Linked DNA regions of Sus scrofa: region 1 is linked to region 2. A link is a contact called in public Hi-C data. All regions are on one chromosome and are shown on one strand. Each heading gives the region's core, a stretch centred on a gene start, on an enhancer-like site or on the middle of the called end of the contact. The rest is flanking DNA. Distances are from core to core; before and after follow the strand shown. Region 1 overlaps JAK1 (Janus kinase 1). Region 2 holds the start of JAK1 (Janus kinase 1).

Evidence for each region. A called contact is a pair of places that touch in the nucleus more often than the background predicts.
Region 1: a Hi-C map of liver shows a contact between it and region 2, with 2.0 times the contacts expected there. The contact joins the enhancer-like site here to the promoter of JAK1 in region 2. A contact is called at or near these places in 1 of 5 promoter capture datasets (liver), 8 of 47 Hi-C or Micro-C datasets (blood, embryonic fibroblasts, heart right ventricle and 2 more) and 2 of 2 datasets of contacts at active chromatin or transcription factors (alveolar macrophages and skeletal muscle).

The regions. Positions count from the first base shown.
Region 1 is chr6:147,529,698-147,532,888 of Sscrofa11.1, reverse strand. All of the region lies in intron 8 of JAK1 (Janus kinase 1), which reads right to left. Among named protein-coding and RNA genes, the nearest start is that of JAK1, 100 kb to the right of the region's middle. Within about 2 kb of position 1,373, at least 9 of the 83 cell types and tissues checked have an H3K27ac peak or open chromatin away from gene starts, as enhancers often do. A contact at or near this core is called in alveolar macrophages, liver and skeletal muscle, where this site is marked.
Region 2 is chr6:147,426,851-147,430,381 of Sscrofa11.1, reverse strand. JAK1 (Janus kinase 1) reads right to left here and starts at 1,306. Exons shown (of 25, transcript NM_214114.1): 1 at 1,119-1,306.

The DNA.
Region 1 (3,191 bases), core at 124-2,623, 100 kb before region 2:
ACCTAGTAGCTATAATATGCAGAATGGACAGCACTTATTTTCACTTCCTCTCTGCCTCCACTGTCCAACTCTCCACTAACGTCTATATGGGCTCCTCCACGTCTTGCTCCACGTTTTTACCACAGTTGTCTAATAAAATCAATGCGTATTTATTATTTACAAAAAGGAGGGAGGGTGGGGAGAATGAGAAAATTTCTATCACTCATAATCCCATCAAAAACAAATAGTTGTTAGAGTTCTCACTGTGGTGCAGTGGGTTAAAGACTCCAACTGCAGCAGCTGGGTCTCTGTGGAGGCATGGGTTCGATCCCCAGCCCAGCACAGTGAGTTAAAGGATCCAGTATTGCTGCAGCTGTGGTGTAGGTCAAAGCTGCAGCCATAAGAATTTAAAAAAACAAGCAAGAAACAAATAGCTGCTAATATCTCACATGTGTATGTGAGAGTAGGCATACTTTAATGTTTTTTCTTTTTATGGCCATCTCTGAAGCATATGGAAGTTCCTGTGCCAGGGGTCAGGTCAGACCTGCAGCTGCAGGTGACAGCCATAGCCACAGCAACACCAGATCCGAGCCGCATCCACGACCTACACCACAGCTTTGAGCAATGCCGGATCCTTAACTCACTGAACAAGGCCAGGGAATGAACTCACAGACTCTATGTCAGGTTCTGCAGGGCCACAACAAGAACTCCCATGCTTCAAAATGTGTTAACAAAATTGCTTCCATTCTACCAATAGTTTTATACTCTGCTTTTTTCCTTTTACAAAGCATTGTTTTCAGACTTTTTAAAATTCAGCAATAATATTCTCCTCCTCAGATGAGTTGTGTTTTATTTTCCCGTTCTCCTACTCTCACGTGTGCAGGTCAGTTTCCGTATCTGGCATTGTAAGTGCTCTTGGGATAAACACTCCCATTCACAGACCACTGCCCACATCTCTTGTTGTTTCTGGAAGACAGAGCCTAGTTTCCTGAACAGAGGAGTATACAGATGTTTTCGAGGCTTTTAGCATATGTTACCAAACTACTTTCCCAAAAGGAACACCAAAAAAGACAAGTTACTTTAGGTGCAAAAGGATGAGCACCTGTCCTAAGCCCTCTCACCACATTCTTTCCCAGCACTGAGTGTTAGGATTTGGACACAGTATTTGCCAAATGGTAGGCAAAACACGGTATTTCCCTAGAAGACTACCTTTGTTTCATGGAGCACCCTGTCTCAGCAGCCTGTCTTCTCTACGTGTTGTCAGCTGTGACTTCCCAACACAAACATGTTTATCTTGGCAGGGCTCCCACTTCCCCTGCCAAGCCGGCCCGCCTGTCTAGATCATGTCCTCAAGTGATACCAAGAAGAGGAAGTGGGGCTGAACACCCCTTCCTCTGTCCGAGAGTCACTTGGGTGTGCCTGACAGCATCATGAGGACTGTCACTGTGGCCATGGCTCAGGTGTAGAGTGGGGCTTCCCACTGACCTCATCCCAGATGACCCACCCAACTCTGCAGAGAGGCTGGGCAGTGCAGGAGCCCTTGGGGGAAATTGCTAACACTCACCAGGCTCTTCCTTCAAATCCAATAACCTTTGTGAACTAAATACTGATGCTAAAACATCAGTATTTGAGAGGAAAGCAAATACGCTTTCTGAAGCAGATACATATCTGAAGACCAAAGAAGGTGTGGAGAAAAGGGAACCTCTTACACTGCTAGTGGGAATGTAAATTGGTGCAACCACTACGGAAAACAGTATGGAGAGTCCTCAGAAACCTAAAACTTGAATTACCATGCAATGTAGCAATCCCACTCCTGGGCATCCAGAGAAAACTATGTCTCAAAAACATACCTGTACCCAACATGGCTCAGTGGTTAACAAATCCAACTAGAAGCCATGAGGTTGCAGGTTCAATCCCTGGCCTCGCTCAGTGGGTTAAGGATCCGGCATTGCCGTGAGCTGTGGTGTATGTCACAGACATGGCTCGTTGCTGTGTCTCTGGAGTAGGCCGGTGGCTACAGCTCAGATTTAACCCCTAGCCTGGGAACCTCCATATGCCATGGATGCGGCCCTAGAAAAAGCAAAAAGAAAAAAAAAAAAGGACACCTGTACCCAATGTTCACTGCAGCACTATATACAACAGACAAGACATGGAAGCAACCTAAATGTTCATCAACAGAGGAGTGGCTAAAGAAGATGTGGTATGTACACACAATGGAATATTACTCAGCCATAAAAAAGAATGAGGGGAGTTCCTGTCATGGCTCAGAGGCAACGAATCTCACTAGGATCCATGAGGATGCAGATTCAATCCCTGGCCTCGTTTAGTGGGTTAAGAATCCAGCGCTGCCGCGAGCTAATGGTGTAGGTTGCAGACGCGGCTTGGATCTGACATTGCTGTGGCTGTGGTGTAGGGCAGCGGCTACAGCTCTGATTCAAACCATAGCCTGGAAACCTCCATATGCCATGGGTTCGGCCCTAAAAAGACAAAAATAAATAAAGGAGTTCCCGTTGTGGCACAGCGGAAGCGAATCTGACTAGGAACCATGAGGAGGCGGGTTCAATCCCTGGCCTTGCTCAGTGGGTTAACGATCCAGCGTTGACGTGAGCTGTGGTGTAGGTCACAGACGTGGCTCAGATCCTGCGTTGTTGTGGCTCTCGCATAGGCAGGCGGCTACAGCTCCGATTAAACCCCTAGCCTGGGAACCTCCATATGCCGCAGGTGTGGCCCTAAAAAGACAAAAGGCAAATAAATAAATAAATAGGAATGAAATAATGTAATCTGTAGCAACATGGACGGACTAGAAATTGTCGTGCTAAGTGAAGCTAGTCAGACTAGTGAGACACCAACGTCATATGCTACCACTTACATGTGGAATCTAAAAAAAGGATACAATGAACTGATCTGCAGAACAGAAACTGACTCGCAGACTTTGAAAAACCTGCGGTTACCAAAGGAGACAGGTTGGAGGGGAGGGATGGCCTGGGGTTTGGGATGGAAATGTTCTAAAGTTAGATCGGGATGATGGTTGTACAACTCCAAATATAATAGAATTCACTGAATTAAAAAAAAAAAAAAAAAAAAAAAAAAAAAAGACCAAAGGAAGGCACTACGATATACCTGTGTGACTTAAAACTGACAGAGATAATGTTAAGGTCAGCAACAGGAACGTTCCGGCTTAAATAAGACATAGTGAGATTCTCTATGTGACA
Region 2 (3,531 bases), core at 57-2,556:
TATCTCCAACCAGGCAGAAGACAGCTCAGAACCAGGTACAAAGAGAAGTGGTACGGAGGACGGGATCCTTTTCCCCACGGCACACAGGAATTCAGAGAATATACAATTATACCAAAAAAAAAAAAAATGGGCACCAACACCTGGCAATAATCATAGCCTTTATTTAGTCCCTTAAAGAAGTTCCTTTAGGGGAAACACACATCTAAGGAGCCCACATCCCTGGAACCTAGAGGAGTGACTTGAGAGGGGTGTTTATTAATCCTGCAAAAGCGACATCTCCCTTTCATGCTTGGCGACCGCACGCGGATGGGGTCTGAGGAGTTCGCCAAGGAACCAGAGATCAGCCCCAGTTCGGGCTAACCAGTCCCTTTACAGTCGGATTCACAATTCCCCGAGTGGCTCTGTTCCTCTTCCCTGGCGACACCCAGGGTGCGACTTTCGCACTTTTCGCTGGATGCCTAGGGCCAGAGTCCCAACGGAACCGACAAGGGGAGGGGGCGTTTCCTGAGTCCCTTACACGCCCCCTGCCCCAAATAGGGCCCCAAATCCCAGAAACTTTCCCTCGCCTAGATGGCAAGGAAGCCAAATGCCTAAGACCCCGAGCCTCGGTCCAGAGGCCTGAAAAATCCTCCTCCCGGCACCCCCGCCCCCCGCTCCCCGGCAATTCTGCCAAAGGGCTGGCGGTCAAGTTCACCGCGCAACAGCGAGGGACGTCAAACCTCAAGCCAGCGCCTGTATCTCAGGGTGGTATAAACAGGATGTCAGCGCGTTTCAGGCTTGTTTATGAAAACTTGGCGTGCGCTCTGGAGGAGGGGGCGGCAAACCTTAACCTTTCCCCTTAGGGCCTGGTAGTCCTGGCCCCTAACCTCCCCGCCGCCGGACGGCTCCATTTGGCTGGAAATCCCCCGCCTTCCCCGCCCGCCCCCGCTCGCCCCCACCCCTGCCGGGCCGGGCCCGGCCCCCGGCTCCGGCGCCGCGCTCACAGAGCGACCCGGGGTGAGCGGCGCGCGAGGCCCGACAGCCGCGGCCGCGTCTCCCGCAAGCGCCGGGCTCCGCGCCCCTCTTCTTGTCGCCCGCGGCCGCCGCAGGCTCCTCCACCTCCACTCAGTGACACTCACCACTTCCGTGTGCGCCTGGGCTGGGAGAGCTCCGGGTCGCTGCGCCGGTCGGGGTCCGGCCGCCCGCTCCCTAAGTGGCCAGCCCCGCAGGGCCCCGGCGTGCACGCGCCGGGGGCTGAGAAGGGGGCGCGGGGCGCGTTATCAGATCTGGGACACGGGCCGGGGTAGTCCGCCGCAGCTCGCTACTCCGCGGCCGCCGCGGCCTGCGCAAGGCGACGCACCCGCCTCCCGCCCCGCCCCGCGGCTCGCCCCCGCCTACCCCGCGGCCAGTCCCGCCTCCTCGTGACGTCACACGCGGCAGCCCCGGAAAGAGGGGCGGGGACCGCGGAGGAGGCGGTGGCACAGCCACCAGCCCCGGTCCAGGAGCCAGCGCCTCCTGCCTTCCCGCCCCGCCCCCACCTGGCTTCGCTCACGCCCTCGCCCTTCAGTCGCTTGCTTCTTTTTAACACGGTCTCCTAGGAACACCCATATAGGGATGACGGGTCTGCGAGCCCAGAAGATGAAACGGTCAGGATGTGGCCATAGGTGGACCCCTCCCGAGTTTGGAGTGCCCTCCACCACATGTTAGTGCGCCGAGATTCATTTCTCACAGTTCTCTGACCCCTGTTCCCACCGAGTGAGAGGCCGAGCTTGTGGAGCACGAGACTAACATGAACTTAACGAGAAATAAATCTAACAATGTTGACAAGTCACTTTGGGTCCTACCCATTCTGTATTTAAAGGTCTCAAAATAAAAAAATTTTTCATACATAGTAATAAAAGCATTTGTTGATATTTAATGTGGGTCTAGCGATTTTCGGGTTTTTTTTTTTTACCAAATCCCTTAAAATGGGTTTTATCTTCATTTTATCCATGAGGAAACAAATTAAGTCTTCTTAGTCAACGTCACACCCCAGCCAGGATTCATACCCCATAGGCAGTCTACAGCTAAATCATGATTTTACTTCCTAAATAGGTCTCCAGTCCACTTGTTTCTCTTAAGTGTTTCAACAACATGAGCCTAGCTGCCACCATCTCTCATCTGAAAGAGCATAAACATCTCTTAAATTGTCACTCTGTATTTAATCCAGTCTCCAGTTAATTCTACACTGTGAGCTTTGAAAATTTCATGTGTTCCATTCACTCCCATGCTTAAAATACTCCAGTACCTTCTCTCCAGAAATCTTTGGATGAGAATCTGCCTAGGCAGATTCATTCAGATGCATGGTCAGACCTCTGCAGCTCAGCTCACTGCGCAGTTAGGCTTCCCCATATGCCCTGATTCCACTAACCCTGCAGGAGGATTCCTGCCTGAAGGCATGGGAGTTACTGCAGCTTACTTCATTCCGAGCAAGTGCTCATGTGGTGGTGCAGGTGCGTGAAAAGAGCATTTGACTGGAGTTCTGGGTTTTAGGTCTAGCTCCCTCCATTAACCACTTGTGTTACCCTAAACAACTCACAGTTTGCGGATAAGAGCTAAGGGGCAGACTACCCAATCTCCAGGGTGGCCTTCTAGAAGGGGATAGCAGAGCTAACAGAGAATACAAGAGAATCAGGTGGCAAGATGGGGCCAGCTGCCTACCTTGTAAGTAAGTGTTTGAGTGCAAGTCTGGCCTCACCTGCCACACGGGGCTCTTTGCATCATTTTCTTCACCTGTTCAATTGGGACAATACCTTCCTCACAGAGATTATGCTGAAAGTGAACTAAGATAAAGCAGGCCAGACACACATGGTAGGCTTGGTTATTCATCGAAATCTTTTTTTTCTTTTTCTCAAACTGGGCCTTAAAAGAACAGGTGGGAATGATATGAGTGGACAGAGAAACAGGAAAGAATCGTATTTCAGGGAAGGCAAAAAGCACAGAAAAAGGAAAGTCAGAAAAGCTGCCATGAACCCGTTGTGCTCATGAACAAATCTGGGAGTTCCTGTCGTGGCGCAGTGGTTAACGAATCCGACTAGAAACCATGAGGTGGCAGGTTCGATCCCTGGCCTCGCTCATTGGTTTCAAGATCCATTGTTGCCCTGAGCTGTGGTGTAGTTCGCAGAGGCGGTTCAGATCCCGTGTTGCTGTGGCTCTGGTGAAGGCCAGCGGCTACAGCTCCCATTAGACCCCTAGTCTGGGAACCTCCAGATGCCGTGGGTGTGGCCCTAGAAAAGACAAAAAGACAAAAAAAAAAAAAAAAAAAAAAAAAATCTGGTTGCTCTGCGGCATTCATGAAGTGAAGGAAAGCGGACATTGATTGAGTTCAGATTCATTCCCCATACCAGGCATTGCACTGGGTCCTGAGGATTCCAACCAACCAACCAACAAAAAACAATTCCTGATGTTACCAAACCAGGTCAGGTTCATTTGTGGGCAGCTCAGCAAGCCAGATGTTGAGGCACCAAGGTGTGCAACAGAGAAAGGGTTCATTCACAAGACAGCAGAGCAAGA